Linked DNA regions of Sus scrofa: region 1 is linked to region 2. A link is a contact called in public HiChIP or PLAC-seq data. All regions are on one chromosome and are shown on one strand. Each heading gives the region's core, a stretch centred on a gene start, on an enhancer-like site or on the middle of the called end of the contact. The rest is flanking DNA. Distances are from core to core; before and after follow the strand shown.

Region 1 (6,740 bases), core at 2,859-5,358, 360 kb before region 2:
GAGAACTTATTAGACATTCAGATTCCAATGCCTCACCCAGCCCATTCATCTGTGGCTTTGTGGGCCTCTCAGGTGACTCTGATGCCTGCTGAAGGTAGAGAAGCGGGTCCCCGAGTCCCCCTTTCCCATGGCTCATCACCCGGGCCCCCCACACATACGCAGGCCCTAGATGGCCTCTCTCTTCTACTCCACCAAGTCTCCCAAACTTCCTCCTTCCTTTCAGTTCCCATGACCACACATCCTGGACTCTAGGTTCCTGTCCTGGCTCCTTACTTAATGACTGCGAGCCATGGGGCCTCAGTCTCCCCCTCTGTGAGATGGACCTAATAACATCACCAGTAAAATTAGAAATGCCAATTTGCATTCCATAGAATGAAGGAAAACAAGGCTGGCAAACTTTTCTGCCAGGGGCCAGATATGACATGGCTTTGGCTTTGTAGGCCATTCAGTCTCCACTGTGCCAACTAAGCACCGCTTCTGTTTCCATGTGAAAGCAGCCAAAACAATACAAGGATAGACAGGCATTGTTGCATTTCAAGAAAACTGTACTTATGGAAACAGGCACATCTGCTGTAATTTGCCACCCCCTGAACCAGACCTAAGTGACATGACTTTAAACCATCCCCATGAGATAGTGACTTTGGAAACAGCAAACCAGGGGTGTAGTTTTTCAAATGTGTCATAAGATCACAATTGTGTAAGATCAACAATGACCCCCGAAGACCCTTGTCTTGTGTAGGTACCTACGTGTGTGTCTACCCACCTGTGTGTGTGTGTGTGTGTGTGTGTGTGTGTGTGTGTGTAGATACAGATTTCTGCACAGGATGATATGGGTACCGAGTAAAACATGGAAAGATAAGTACAAACTGTCAAGATTTAGGAGTGGCTCCTGAAGGGAAAGAGAGGCATGCCAGCAAATAATAAAAGGAACAAGCACCAATCGTCATCTAAATGGTCAAAACTTTGCAGCTAGTTATTTATTTTATTTTATTTTATTTATTTAATTTATTTTATTTGTCTTTTTGCCATTTCTAGGGCCACTCCCACGACATATGGAGGTTCCCAGGTTAGGGGTGTAATCGGAGCTGTAGCTGCCGGCCTACACCACAGTCACAGCAACGTGGGATCCGAGCCGTGTCTGCAACCTACACTACAGCTCACGGCAATGCCAGATCCCCCACCCTCTGAGCCAGGCCAGGGATCGAACCCGCAACCTCATGGTTCCCAGTTGGATTCGTCAACCACTGAGCCATGATGGGAGCTCCTACAGCTAGTTAAATTGTCCATAATCTGTTTCTGTAAAAATAAATTAAATAGGATTCAAAAACCAATCCTGACTTCCAAGGATAGTTGTGAAAAATTAAACAAAATCAAGCATGCAGACACTCAGTGCAGGGCCAGACGCAACGGCTCGTTGTTCTAACTTTATCCCTCAAGCAGACAAAGCCTCCAAACTCAGGTTTCTGCTTACACTCTCCCTGCCCGCAGCCCTGCTCTCCCTCGCTCCTTTCAGGGAACTCTGCACGTGGTGTCCTTGGGTTCATTCACTCATTCATTCCACGCACTTAGAGACTCTGGGCATCATTTATAAGCCACGCACGCCGCTGGGGACTGGAACCTTAACACATGAATAGAATACAGTTCCTCCGTCCCCAAGATTTGCTAGTAAATGGCCAGAGAGCTCGTGGAAAGCCTGACCTGGGTCATACCACCATCTGCCTGCACGACGGCGCCCCTTCCTCTACAAAAGACAGCAGACTGTCTCGTGAGCAGAGCTCTTCGTTCCAGGAGGGAGAAGATTCCTGGTCAATGCTCATATACCTAGTGCCTGGCGTGAGTCCCATGGTGGCACACAGCAGGCGCTTAATAAAAAGTGGCTGCATGATGGAATCACTGATGGGCATGCTGGCTGACCTGATGCACGCAATAAGAGAATTATCGGGTGAAGGGGAAACGCCTATCATCTTCCATCCTCTTGCCCTCTTATCCTTTCTTAACGTCAATCATGATAACGGCTCAGGTGGACTCGTATTGAGTAGCACCAGACACGACATCAGGAAATCTCAGGAGCTGTCCCACCTGGGAAGGTGTGTACAAATTCACCTTCCTCCTTCCCAGGAGGGGAACAAATCCTAACGTGGTGAAGTGGCCTGGCCAAGGACAGAGCTGGTAAAAACGCCCAGCCAGGTTTTAAGATCTGGCCTCTTATCAGAGCTAAAGCTCACATCAGAATCGTGTGTATTTGCACAGAAAACACTGAGGATGTCATGAGACCTCAAGGGATGGGCTCATGGTTCAGAGGGATAAAAGGCACCTGGATTTACTTCCGAAGCTTAGAGAAATGGCAGTTGGTTGGACGAGATGGGACCGCTCACCATATCTCAAAGAATAGAACCTGCCAGTGATTCTCCCAGTCCTTGGACCCCATCCCAGGGGTGTCTCTCAAGTGCACCCCAATGAGCTGCCCATCAGGCAGTCATCCCTGGCTTTCTAATGAAACCCGTTCTCCAGGGCTGCATAATCCTGATTCCAGCTTTGGCAGATGTTTGGCAGGAACCAGCCAAAGAGGAGCTATCTTCACTTTCTCCAACTCCTCTCCCTTGTTCTGACATTGGGAGTGAAAGTGGCGGCTATTCCCATCACCACCATGTTACCGAGATCTCACAGAATATTACTGAGCTGTGACGGAAATAGAGCGCGCAGAGGCTTACTCCTGGAACGTTAACCACTCCCCCTCACCCCCCCCCCCGCCCCCGCCAAAAAAAAAAAAAAAAAAAGGAGAGAGAGAAAGAAACTAAAAGTGAGCAGGAGAGAAAGACAGTTTCCCTGCTAAGTAAAAAGAAAATGCAGCAGAGACGCGCCTTAGGGAGCAGAACTTTGGCTGAAACAATGCCTCCCTTGTCGCCTGCAGCTTTGATAAAGCAGACTGTTAGTGGAATCCACCATTTGGGGCCAAATTTCCAAATGCGGCATTTTGCTGAGCACCAGATGCACTCAAATGGTTATTTTCATGGGGAATGAAAGTGATTTGCATCCATTTATTCAGAGCCATCTGAGTTCTCAGCCATATGCACGTAACAGAATCATTCCTCCCTTTGCTTCTGGTAACTTTTTCTGCCTTCTTCCTGAGGAAACCCTCTCCCCACCCGGACATGGAAATTGATAACCTCAGAACTGTGTTCCACGGCCTCTCAAAGCAGGCTTGCTTGGAATCTGGGCCTTGTTTTGGCACTGGGAGGGAAGGCGATTTGGTATTCTGGCTTCACTTTTTTTCTTCATGCGCATAAAATTGTCTATTCAACTCCTATTTTGTTCATTCAAAAAAAGTTCAGTAAATTCTGTGCTTGGCCCTGAGATTTTTGCAGACACACGGGGGCCTTGTCCCCTCCCCTCTGAAGGTGCACAGTCTTGAGTGGAGCAGCCACTTACATGGAGGACCATTTTTAAAGTCCGTGCAAAGGCAGAATGCCCCTAGGGTCAGAATGAACGTTTAAACTCAGTAGCTCACACTCAACAGAAGCAGGTGCTTTAGGGGCAAGATGCCCCATGCTCGCTGGACCCAGGTCCAGGGAGGGAAAGGACACTGAGTGGAGTGGTGGGCTGGGTGCAGAATGGCCTGCACCTGGGTGTGCTGTGCTTTGCTCTGGGGCACTTTGCACATTTGCAAAGAGTTTTACCTAACTCTGTGCATATTTACAAGGTCCTGCTTCGAACCTCAGCCTGCCGAGCCCCACGCACAAGGCAGGAGCCTTGCCTCTCAGTCTGATGCCGACAAGCTTGCTCACACTATCCAGGTCTTAATGGATACAACAAACAACAGTGCTCAGCCTCAGCACCCAAACTCCTGATGTGACCTGTTTGTATCCCCACTGCTTCAAGGGGACTCTCTTTCTCGCAGCTCTTCCCATGCCAGTCTGCGTGAACACAGAGGAATCCTAATGGCTCACACCTGTCACATCTTATGTCCCTCCTAAGCGCCTCCCATGGGCAACACTTCGGGGCATAAACGCTGTCACTGTCACCCACAGATGACATAAGAAGTACACAGAGCAAAAGGAGGCCAAGCTGCACAATAGCTTAGAAGTGACATTCAATCCTGGACATTCTGAGCCATCAAATTCTTGCCCAGGCTTCAAGCAGAGCCTACTCTATCTTTAGAGCAGAATCCTCGACCTTCTGCAACTGACCTTTGGGGCCAGGTTATCTTTGGATTATATCGTCCTGTGCATTAGAGGGTATTTAGTAGCATGCCACCTCCTGTCTCCCACTCAGTACTGACAACCCAAAAAGTTTCCAGTTGTGGCCAAATGATTCCTGGGAGGTGCTTCACCGAGAACCACCGGTTAAGGGTGAGTATACAGTCCGGTTTTCCTGGCTATGCCCTGCTTACATCTGATATCAGGCATAACTCTTGATCAAGAGCAGCTTCAAAGGCATATAGCTGTGCAGTCACACAAACCCATGCTTGCTCTGATGTTCTGGTGTCAACGTCTTGAAAACCTTGATGATTTTTGAACAAAGGACCCTGTGTTTTCCTTTTGAACCAGGCCTGCTGATGACATAGCCAATCAGACTTGACTCTCAAAAGTGTCCCAAGCTTGGGAAAAAATTCCTATGGTCACACTTCTGATTATCCATAACAGAGCCTTTAAAAGCTTACCATGTAATGCTTGCCTTATTGACCCGAGAAATGCAGACTGCACAGCTGGTTTTTGTCACCAAGCACACTCGTGCCTACATATGTTTTGCATTTTCCATCATAAGATACTGGATGCATATCCACCCTGATATTTTCCCCAGTAGGAGCCAGAGAAACAGCTACAATCTTCCATAAAAAGATATCAGGAAAACAAATGTCTTGGCAAAAAATACGAAGGACAAGAGGTATGAGTGGTCTCCCCTAAACCAGGGTTGCAAACGTGAATGTCTAAATGTGTCATGAAGGTGTTAGAAATGATTATTGACCACAGGAAGTAAGATCTACAAAACACAGAAGAACCGTCAGTATCTCAAAATGGTAGCCGCTATTCAATTTTGACCCAAGCAGCCACACTGTTGCCAGACAGTCTCATTTTCTCAAAAGACAGAACTCTGTGAAAGCTTCCACTTTAAACATTGGGAACTAAGTTAATCTTTAGAAAATGTGATCTGGGCCGATACCTGGCAGGCCAGACAAGAGTGGTCTGCACGTGCCAGCTCATGACACCTGCCCTACCGTCGTTGGTGACCTTAGCTCCTTCTCCCTGCTCTGGCCATCTGAGACATCCACCTAAGGGTTTCTGCTGCCTGAAGCCAAGCTAGTAGATAACTTTATCCCTCCTGCTTGCTACTTACATAATGGAGGAGGATTTGTATCTCATACCTGGACTGGTCAGTGAATATTTGAGCAGGAACCTACCACATGGTCAATTTCCAGTTCTGCAGAAGCAATTGGTTGGATCTATCCCCCACCCCCGCCAAATATTGAAACTTCCATCACTGATGACCACTTCCCATCCTGGTACCACCACCAAATGCCCTCTCCATGAGGTACTCCGGTTGTCCGATGCTGGCCACATCCAACACTTTAATATTATAAGAAAAAATAGCCATACGAGTGAGGCAAAGCACGTGTCTGCTGGGGGAAACAAAAGCTGCGACCTGTATTGAAGGATGTCTCTGGTGTCTCTAAAAATGATTGACTCTGGTTAAGATCACAAGTGGCCTCTGATTTTAGTGCTAGGTATTTGGAAGTATTGCTTTTTCCTTTGACGAACTCCTAGGAGAAAAAGTGAATCCACATGGCTTGGAGGGGAGAGATTGGTTAAATGAGTGCATTTGTATCTAATGCCTAAGAGCCAGGGTGTAGCACGGGGGTCAGTGCAGGCCAAATCCTGGCAGCCTCTGTTGTACGGCCCAGACTAAGAATGGAAGAAGAGGAGGGAGAATCAGCAGAGGGGTGGGGAGAAGGGAAGGAAGAAAAACAGAAGCAGCAGCAGCCATATGTGGCTCCTAAAAGCCTAAAATCCTTGGCAACTGGCCCTTTTCAGAAAATGTTTGCCACTTCTTGGTGGAGATGGATAAATCACTTATTCCCTAACATCTCAAAATCGATTTCAAGTGGCATTGAATTGACACAATTCATCTCTCAGTCCCTGTCCCCATTCCTCTCTCCTCTTTGCCATGATCGATACTGGCAAAACTGTGTTGCTTATCAAGCCCATCTGGTCAACCCGTTGCACCCTCTGCTCACATGTGAACATCTTAAACTCATACCATGACCTGCGGTCTTGCCATCATCGTGTACTCAGTTTATTGCCTACGTAGGGAGCCACCGTATTAAACATTAAGATGAGTGTCAGAATTTATAAACAAAGCTATAACCTGAGAGCAACATCTGGTTTGTCTCCTTTTCCTGAGAGGCACAGCCATCAGCTAAATTATGACCACGGCAAGGTGACAAGACCTTATAGCTCTGGAGAGAAATGGTATAAAGTAGTCAACTGAAAAGGACCATTACAAGTCAACTGAAAGGACCATTACAAGATACCACTGAATTAGGTTTTTTAAGAGACTCAGAACATGACATTCCCCTCCCCAAATATACAGAAACAAAAGTCAGAGCAAATTTAAGGTGGAAGCCTGAGTTCTATCTGCATCTATTCTGCCTAAAGGGTTTAGCCTGTCTTAATTCTCTATGAGTAAACATAGCTTAACAACACTTAGCCTCTTTTAATTTCTAATGAATTCGCCAAGAGTGT
Region 2 (7,776 bases), core at 4,953-7,452:
GTGGGCGAAATAATATTTGGAAGGAATTTTAGGTCAAAAACTTTCTAAACTTGGACAGGCAGCTAAATAACAGTGATCATTAAATCTAAACCAAAAGTCTGAATGTGGGCATTTTTCATGCGTGATCTGTATTTGCTTATGATAGAATAAATCAAACTTTTCTCAGTTTTGGCTGACTCAAAAAAACAGACCAGATAAATGTAATTCCCAAATTATCATATCCTAATAAAGAACCATATACATTTCGGTAAACAATTTATCAAGGGCCTGGCTTCTGACACAGCCTCTTCCAACTTCCTACAAAAACAACTATGAAACTAGAGGAAATGATAAAAAAATTCACACGCCCACCAATAATTAAGAATAACAACTTATCATTAAAATCTGGCAGACATTCTCCCTAACTCTGAGGCCCCTGGAGTCAGACGCTGAAAGAGCAGTAATGAGAGCTCTTTATGAAGGTGCAGCGTTGCCCCAGGACATGTGTGGAATGTTAGAAATTCCTCCCTGACTGGGATCAAAAAGGATTTTTCCCAAAGATGACAAAGAAAAAAATGTAATCACACAAATAGCATACTTACCCATTAATATCAGAAACAAAAAAAAGAATGCCTAGTATTGACCACATTACTATGTTAGAAATCTGGCCGAAAGTTCTCAAGTCTGGCCGACAGCCCCCAGATCACCTGGCAGGTAGTTCAAAATGCAAATTCCAGAGCTCTATTCAGGCCACCAGAATTTAGAAATTCTTGGCGTTGGGTTCAATAATCTGATTTTTTCATAAGCCAAAGGCTGTCAATGAATCCATCCTCCGACCCAGTGATTACATTTCCCTGATTATTTCCTTAAAAGAACTCACTAAATGTGTGAACAAAGATTTTGGTGTAAGAATGCGCACCACAATATTAAGGAAAACTGTGAAAACAGATCAACGTGACGACAGGACAGTAGGCTGAGGCAGGGTCCACCAACATGACACTGATTAAAAACGGTCATGAAAAATGATGTTTTTCAAGCGCGTGTGGCTGGCTGCCCCAGAGTAGGCTCCCAGGGAGAGATGTGCTGGATAAATGAACACTAAATGGAACAAGAAAATATTCCTACTAGGATGTTAACTGACTGAAATGCGAAGCAAAAGGACATAGAGAAAGAGGAAGAGAGAATATAACAAGAAACAACATGAAAATGTTTATTAGGGATGATTATCTCTGGGTAGTGGGATTATGGGTGCTTTTTTTTTCTGCTTGATAATTTTTCTGTACTTTCTAAATACCACTGACTTAGAGCACAGGTTCTGGAGTCAAAAATCATTTCCTTTGTCACTTTGAGAAAGTCCCATCACTTCTCTAGGCCTCTAGGCTTCTTCACCTCTAAGCTGGGATTCGCAGTACCTATTCCATGGCAGCCTCATCAGGATGAAATAAAAACATGTTTACAAAGCATTTGGAGCAGGCCCTGGACGTGGTAAGAAGCCTGCAGCCCTCGTTTTCCCCACACCCGTCATTCTTTATAGTGTCAGGAATCCCCATGTAAGAGTCAGGCTTCATCGCGCAGGGAAAGATGTCAACGTACCTTGGCTTCTTCTAACATTTCTTGAGTTTCTTCTTGAGAATGGCTAATGAAAACATCACCGATCTGATAAGGTATCATTAAGCAGTCGTCATCGGCAAGCATAATGTCCTCACAAGCGTCTTCTAAATTTTGGAGTTGTTTCTGTAAACACACAAGTGAACAGCACGGAGAAATGCATTCAGCCTACACGGTTGGTGGGATGTAAACGGGAACCACCGCTATAGAAACAGTGCGGCGGTTCCTCAGAAAACTACATATAGAACTAACATGTGAACATAACCCAGCAATCCCACTCGGGAGCATGTGTCCAACAAAACTTCCCCTGAAAAAGATACATGCACCCCTATGTTGCCTGCAGCACTGTTCACAGTAGCCAAGACATGGAAACAACCTCAATGTCCATCGACAGAGGACTGGATTAAGATGTGGTACGTATATACAATGGAATGCTATTCAGCCATAAAAAAGAACAAAATAAGGAGTTCCCATCGTGGCACAGCAGAAACGAATCCAACTAGGAACCATGAGGTTGCGGGTTCCATCCCTGGCCTTGCTCAGTGGGTTAAGGAGCCGTCATTGTCACAGACGTGGCTCGGATCTGGCGTTGCTATGGCTCTGACGCAGGCTGGCAGCTGTAGCTCCAATTAGACCCCTAGCCTGGGAACCTCCATATGCCGCGGTACGGTCCTCAAAAAACAAAAGATTAAAAAAAGCGGAACAAAATAATGCCATCTGCAGCAACATGGATGGATCTAGAGACTCTAGTGAAGTCAGTCAGAAAGAGAAAGACAAATGCCATATGATATCACTTATATCTGGAATCTAATATATGGCACAAATGAACTTATCTATAGAAAAGAAACAAACTCATGGACACAGAGAACAGACCTGCGGTTGCCCAGGGGGAGATGGAGGGGGAGGGAGTGGGATGGACGGGGAGTTTGGGGTTAGTAGATGCAAACTATTGCGTTTGGAGTGGATAAGCAATGAGATCCTGCTCTATAGCACAGGGAACTATGTCTAGTCACTTGTGATGGAGCACGATGGAGGATAATGTGAGAAAAAGAATGTGTATATATGGGTGTGTGTGTGTGTGTGGTGTGTGTGTGACTGGGTCACTTTGCTGTTCAGCAGAAATTGACAAAAAACACTGTAAATCAACTATGATAAAAAAAATTTTTTTAAAGAAATGTATTCAAAATTCCCTAACAGAAGCTAAAAGCCATTGGTGACATCAAGCTAAAGTTGGTGACATCAACTCTCTGAGCGGCCCTTTCACAACAGTATTATCACATTAAAATAAGCCTTTCTCCGTTCTTAGATGGCATTGTGCAAGGCAGCACTTAAGAGCTCACTAACCCACTGTCCTCTAGGAGGTTCCAGACCTGCCATCAGCCCTGCAGGGACAGCAGGGGTTGGGGGGCCTCCAAGGCCACTCAAAGCGTCTGCTGCTTTGTGGAATGCTGCCTTCCTAGAGAGGAATAACAACAAAAGCTTGGCTTGATGACAGGATGAAAGCAAACAATACCAAAAATCCCACTCCTCAAATGCACCTGCACTGGAGTTTGGCTCCGCAGAGTCGCCTGAAGGAGGCTGGACACGAGGCCTCTGGCGGACAGGCTGGGCCGGGGCAGCAGCCCGGTGTTCAGGGTCTGAGGGGCCGCGTCCTCACCGCGGAGGCCGCTGGCTCTGGGATCAGGGGACGGCGACAGGAGCGCCATCACCAGCCAAGTCCTCCGAGACGTGGTTCTGGGATCTGCTCCTGGACCCTCAGCCCAGGGTCGCCCCTCAACCATCTGTAGGGTGTTTCACCTCTTTTACCCACTGTCCTCCTTCTTAAACTACCTAGAGCGCGTTACGACAAACACAACAAGGAGCCCAGAGAGCTATAACCATATACTGCTGAATTTAGGTTTAGTAAAGCCATAGTGTGAAGAATTTTTATTTTTCTTAAGTAAGATCTGTATTTTCAATACCTTTTTTACTTCTATTTCTTCCTTCAGCTCTGTGATTCTACTTGTATTCCGTGCAAATTTGTTTATCTTTTGTTGATCTTCAAAAGTAACATTGACGTCTTCCGCAGCCTGAAAAAAACATTTAAATTTTTCGTAGAATTTTAATGGAGAAGTTATTGGTTAGCTTTTAATATAACTCTGAAACAACTAAAGAAACTATTTGCCCTCGGGGAGTCCAGGAAGGGGTACAGAATAGCACACACACAGGCCTTACTAAGTTCCTGCTCCACGAGCTTACTATTTGTTCATAAACCTATACCCCCTTCTGATACTCCATGGAATTAATGCCTAAGCTGCAAAAATATGCTAAATATAAACAACAATTAAGTCTTGGGAGTTCCCGTTGTGGCACAGTGGAAATGAATCCGACTAGTATCCATGAGGATTTGGGTTCAATCCCTGGCCTCGCTCAGTAGGTCGGGGATCCAGCGTTGCCACAAGCTGCGGCGGAGGCTGCAGAGGCGGTTCGGATCTGGCATTGCTGCGGCTATGGCTCAGGCCTGCAGGTGCAGCTGTGATTTGACCCCTAGCCTGGGAACTTCCACATGCCACAAATGCAGCTGTAAAAAGAAAAAAGTAATTCATTTTTTTATTAAAAAAAGAGTAAGTCTGGAATCAAGTCAGTCACCTTTGGGCCAAGTGGAATTTCTCAATTCTGGAACATTCTTTCATCAAGATAACCAAGGCAGCAAAAAAGGTGTGGTAATTAATTTTGGCTAATGCCTCAGCCTAGCTTATTCTCTCAGAATTAATACTTCTTTATGCTTATTGAGGTTATCAGAAACCTGCCTGTTTCTATAATTTTTTTTTTTTTTTTTTTTTTTTTGTCTTTTTATGCCATACCCATGGCATATGGAAGTTCCCAGGCTAGGGGTCAAATCAGAGCTGCAGCTGCCGGGGGCAACACGGGATCCAAGCCTCATCTGCGACCTACACCACAGCTCACAGCAACACTGGATTCTTAATCCACTGAGCAGGGCAAGGAATTGAACCTGCATCCTCATTAGCTACTACTCAGGTTCATTACTGCTGAGCCACACATCGGGAACGCCTATTACTCTTAATCCAATTGATATGCTGGCTTGAAGGTCACTATGCATTTCAGTGACTATATTCCATATATACATAGTAAAGATTTAAGTTTATTTTAATGTAGACATTATTTACGTGTCTTAATTATGAAAAGCTGTAATTCACTGTGAAATGATAAAAACTGAGAATTTTTAAATTATGTGATTGAAGTTCCCTGGTGGCTCAGTGGGTTAAGGATCCAGCACGGTCACTGCTGTGGCTCAGGTCACTGCTGAGGTGTAGGTTCAATCCCTGGCCTGGGAACTTCCATATGCGATGAGCGTGGCCAAAAAAACCCCTATGTGATTAAATTTGTAAATAAAACCAGAGTGCTTCGATGACAAAGTATCTATGAAATCACATAAACAATAGCTGCCATTTACTGAGTACTTACTATGTAACGGGAACTCTCCAAGCACTTTCAGGCCTCTACTCATCCTCCAGTCAATCTTAATAAGTAAGATCATTAGTACCACTGTTTTACAGATGGGGAAAGTGTGGCACAGAGAGGTTAAGTAATTTGCCCAAAGCCATACAGCTAGTAAGCAGTAGATCTTGGTTTCAACGCAGGTAGGTTGGCTCCAGAGTCCAGATGCGTCCATGAGCTCTTGGAAACTAAAGGCAAAAGTGTGTGTGTGTGTGTGTGTGTGTTTACACACACAATCATGCATGTCTGGAAGATGCAGCAGGAAGTACTTGGCTTTTATCAGATTCTCAAAGGAGGACCATGTATTTTAAAACATTTATTTAAAATACTAGACTTTTGACTTTCCCCTCAGTTATAAAACAAGAACAAGGGCATTAGATTATAACTTAGGGGAAAGAGATATACAGATATGGGTTCAACAAAGACTATCTTTGGCCTTTTTTTTTTTTTTTTCCTTTGCTTTTTAGGGCTACACCCACGGCACATGGAAGTTCCCACACTAGGGGTCTAATCAGAGCTACAGCTTCCAGATTACGCCACAGCCACAGTAACGCAGGATCCAAGCCATGTCTGCACCCTATACCACCGCCCATGGCAACACCAGATCCTTAACCCACTGAGCGAGGCCAGGGATCAAACCCACAACCTCATGGTTCCTCGTGGGATTCGTTTCCACCGCGCCAGGATGGGAACGCCCATTTTTGGCTCTTTTGCCAGTAGCAGTACTGGTTCTCAAGGGCCACTACCCATCCTTTCAGCTGGTCTCTCATGACCAATGACATACGATATGCACTTTTATTTCTTTTATGTGAAAGACAACCCGTTGTCTCAAGCAATACGGAGCTTAGTGGTCAGAATATATAAATGGAGACACCGAGAATTTCACCCTCCACTCGCCCAGGCTCTCAATATCCAATAAACACGCATCGGGCCCACCATCAGAGACCCGGTAGGCATCTTGAAAAAAACGCCTTCATACCACAACATGTACACAGCTTTGAATGTTCATCCTTGTGCAGAATTCTTACAAATACGGCAGCTGGGAAACACTGAGCTGCCACAGAAGCCAAAGGAAAGTCCATGTGCAGATATGCTGGCACCCGAGCCACTGGTCTAGACAGGAACTCACCCTCAATGCTCCAAGCAAACAGGGAACCTAGAATTCTGGAGTTCTTGTTCCTGCAGTATTTAAATACTGAATCCTTGAGAGCCTGAATATGTCTTTATAGAGGCACTTGTCACTGTCAGCCTTGAGCGGGGTACTCTTGCTGAAAGTGCCCAGCATCGGGCTTGCCTGAAGCACAACTGACCCTTAAGCCAGTTTCTCAATTTGAATCTAACATGTGCCATCAGACTCACTGACACATGCTTTCTACAAAGTTGCAGGGTCTGGCCACCTGCCTTCTATCTTTCCAAAGCAGGCGTTTCCTGTTGCAGCCTCACCAAACACGGCCCCGAGCACACACTTGGGCCCTGGAGTTAATTTCCCACTGGGGTTAAGGGCTAAAGTCAGAGTGTGCGGCAAACAGGCCCTGGGTAAGCTGCGTGCCAAGCAGCGGAGTGCTGTTTACAGCGAAAAGTGAGAAGTCAGCACCCTCCGTGACTAACAGCCCTGGCTTCCGTTTTGATCTCACTGATCGAGACACTCCTACACGGCTGGAAGCTTGATTTCAGCAGGGAGGGAGTAATTCTTACATTGGGGTGCACAGCCTTTGAGAGGTCCTTTTACCCCCTGAAATTGTATGTAAAATGATGTGTTTTATGTGTGCATTCTTCTAGAAGGGTCTTCGTGGCTTTCAGCAGATTTTGAAGGTTAGGAACTCCAGTTTTTTTTGGTGGGGGGAGGTTTTTGGTCTTTTTAGGTCCGAACTTGCAGCATATGGAAGTTACCAGGTTGGGGTCGAATCGGAGCTGTGGCTGCCACCCAGCCATGGCAACGCCAGATACGAGCTTCATCTGTGACCGAAACCACAGCTCTCAGCAAAGCCAGATCCTTAACCCACTGAGCGAGGCCAGGGATCAAATCCAAGTCCGCATGGATACGAGTCAAGTTTGTTACTGCTGAGCCACGACAGGAACTCCCAGAACTCCTGCTTTAAGAGAAGCCAGATGCAGTCACTACCACTCACGAGCCCAAAAATCACTCCAGGTGGAAGGCGTCAGTTCGCAGCACTCCAGGCCACAGAGTGCAGGACAGTAAGATGGGACCCCAGGCCGAGCAGCAGGAACCTGGGCAAACCGCTCAGGTCTCTGGAGCCACCTCAGGCTTGTCATTCATGTGCCCTCTGGGGAGGCCATGCCCACCTGGCAGAGGTGATGAAATAGCTCCTCAGGTAGGCCCAGGGCGGGGAGTCACCTTTCAGTAAACCACAGCTGAGTGCTTTACTTCCTGAATAATATTTACCAAAAATCATCACAAAGAACACACTCAGATCTACAAGACAATCCTGCTAGGTCTGAGCGAAACAGGACTGCTCAAGATGCAGAGCGAAAATGAAAATTCCCCTGCATGGTGCCGGCCCCCTTATCTAGGGACTCAGTAGCCCAGGGGGTCATGGGAGTAAAGTGACCCCTACTCGGCTGCCCCGTCCTGAGTTTGGCCACTACCAACAGAATCTAGACTTGGCTTCTAAAAAACCTAGAAGGAAATTCCAGCCAATTTTAGTCAGCTTCTATCTTGATTTTTTAAAG

What was found. HiChIP or PLAC-seq counts read pairs in DNA pulled down with a chosen protein or histone mark.
Region 1: an H3K27ac HiChIP or PLAC-seq map of skeletal muscle shows a contact between it and region 2. The contact joins two enhancer-like sites. A contact is called at or near these places in 1 of 5 promoter capture datasets (fetal skeletal muscle), 1 of 47 Hi-C or Micro-C datasets (embryonic fibroblasts) and 1 of 2 datasets of contacts at active chromatin or transcription factors (skeletal muscle).

Annotation. Positions count from the first base shown.
Region 1 is chr17:55,515,274-55,522,013 of Sscrofa11.1, reverse strand. The region is part of intron 6 of DOK5 (docking protein 5); the gene reads right to left. Among named protein-coding and RNA genes, the nearest start is that of DOK5, 130 kb to the right of the region's middle. Within about 2 kb of position 4,108, at least 3 of the 83 cell types and tissues checked have an H3K27ac peak or open chromatin away from gene starts, as enhancers often do. A contact at or near this core is called in skeletal muscle, where this site is marked.
Region 2 is chr17:55,159,252-55,167,027 of Sscrofa11.1, reverse strand. It overlaps PFDN4 (prefoldin subunit 4), which reads right to left. Exons shown (of 4, transcript NM_001123160.1): 2 at 3,549-3,656; 3 at 1,573-1,713. Among named protein-coding and RNA genes, the nearest start is that of PFDN4, 7.4 kb to the right of the region's middle. Within about 2 kb of position 6,202, at least 11 of the 83 cell types and tissues checked have an H3K27ac peak or open chromatin away from gene starts, as enhancers often do. A contact at or near this core is called in skeletal muscle, where this site is marked.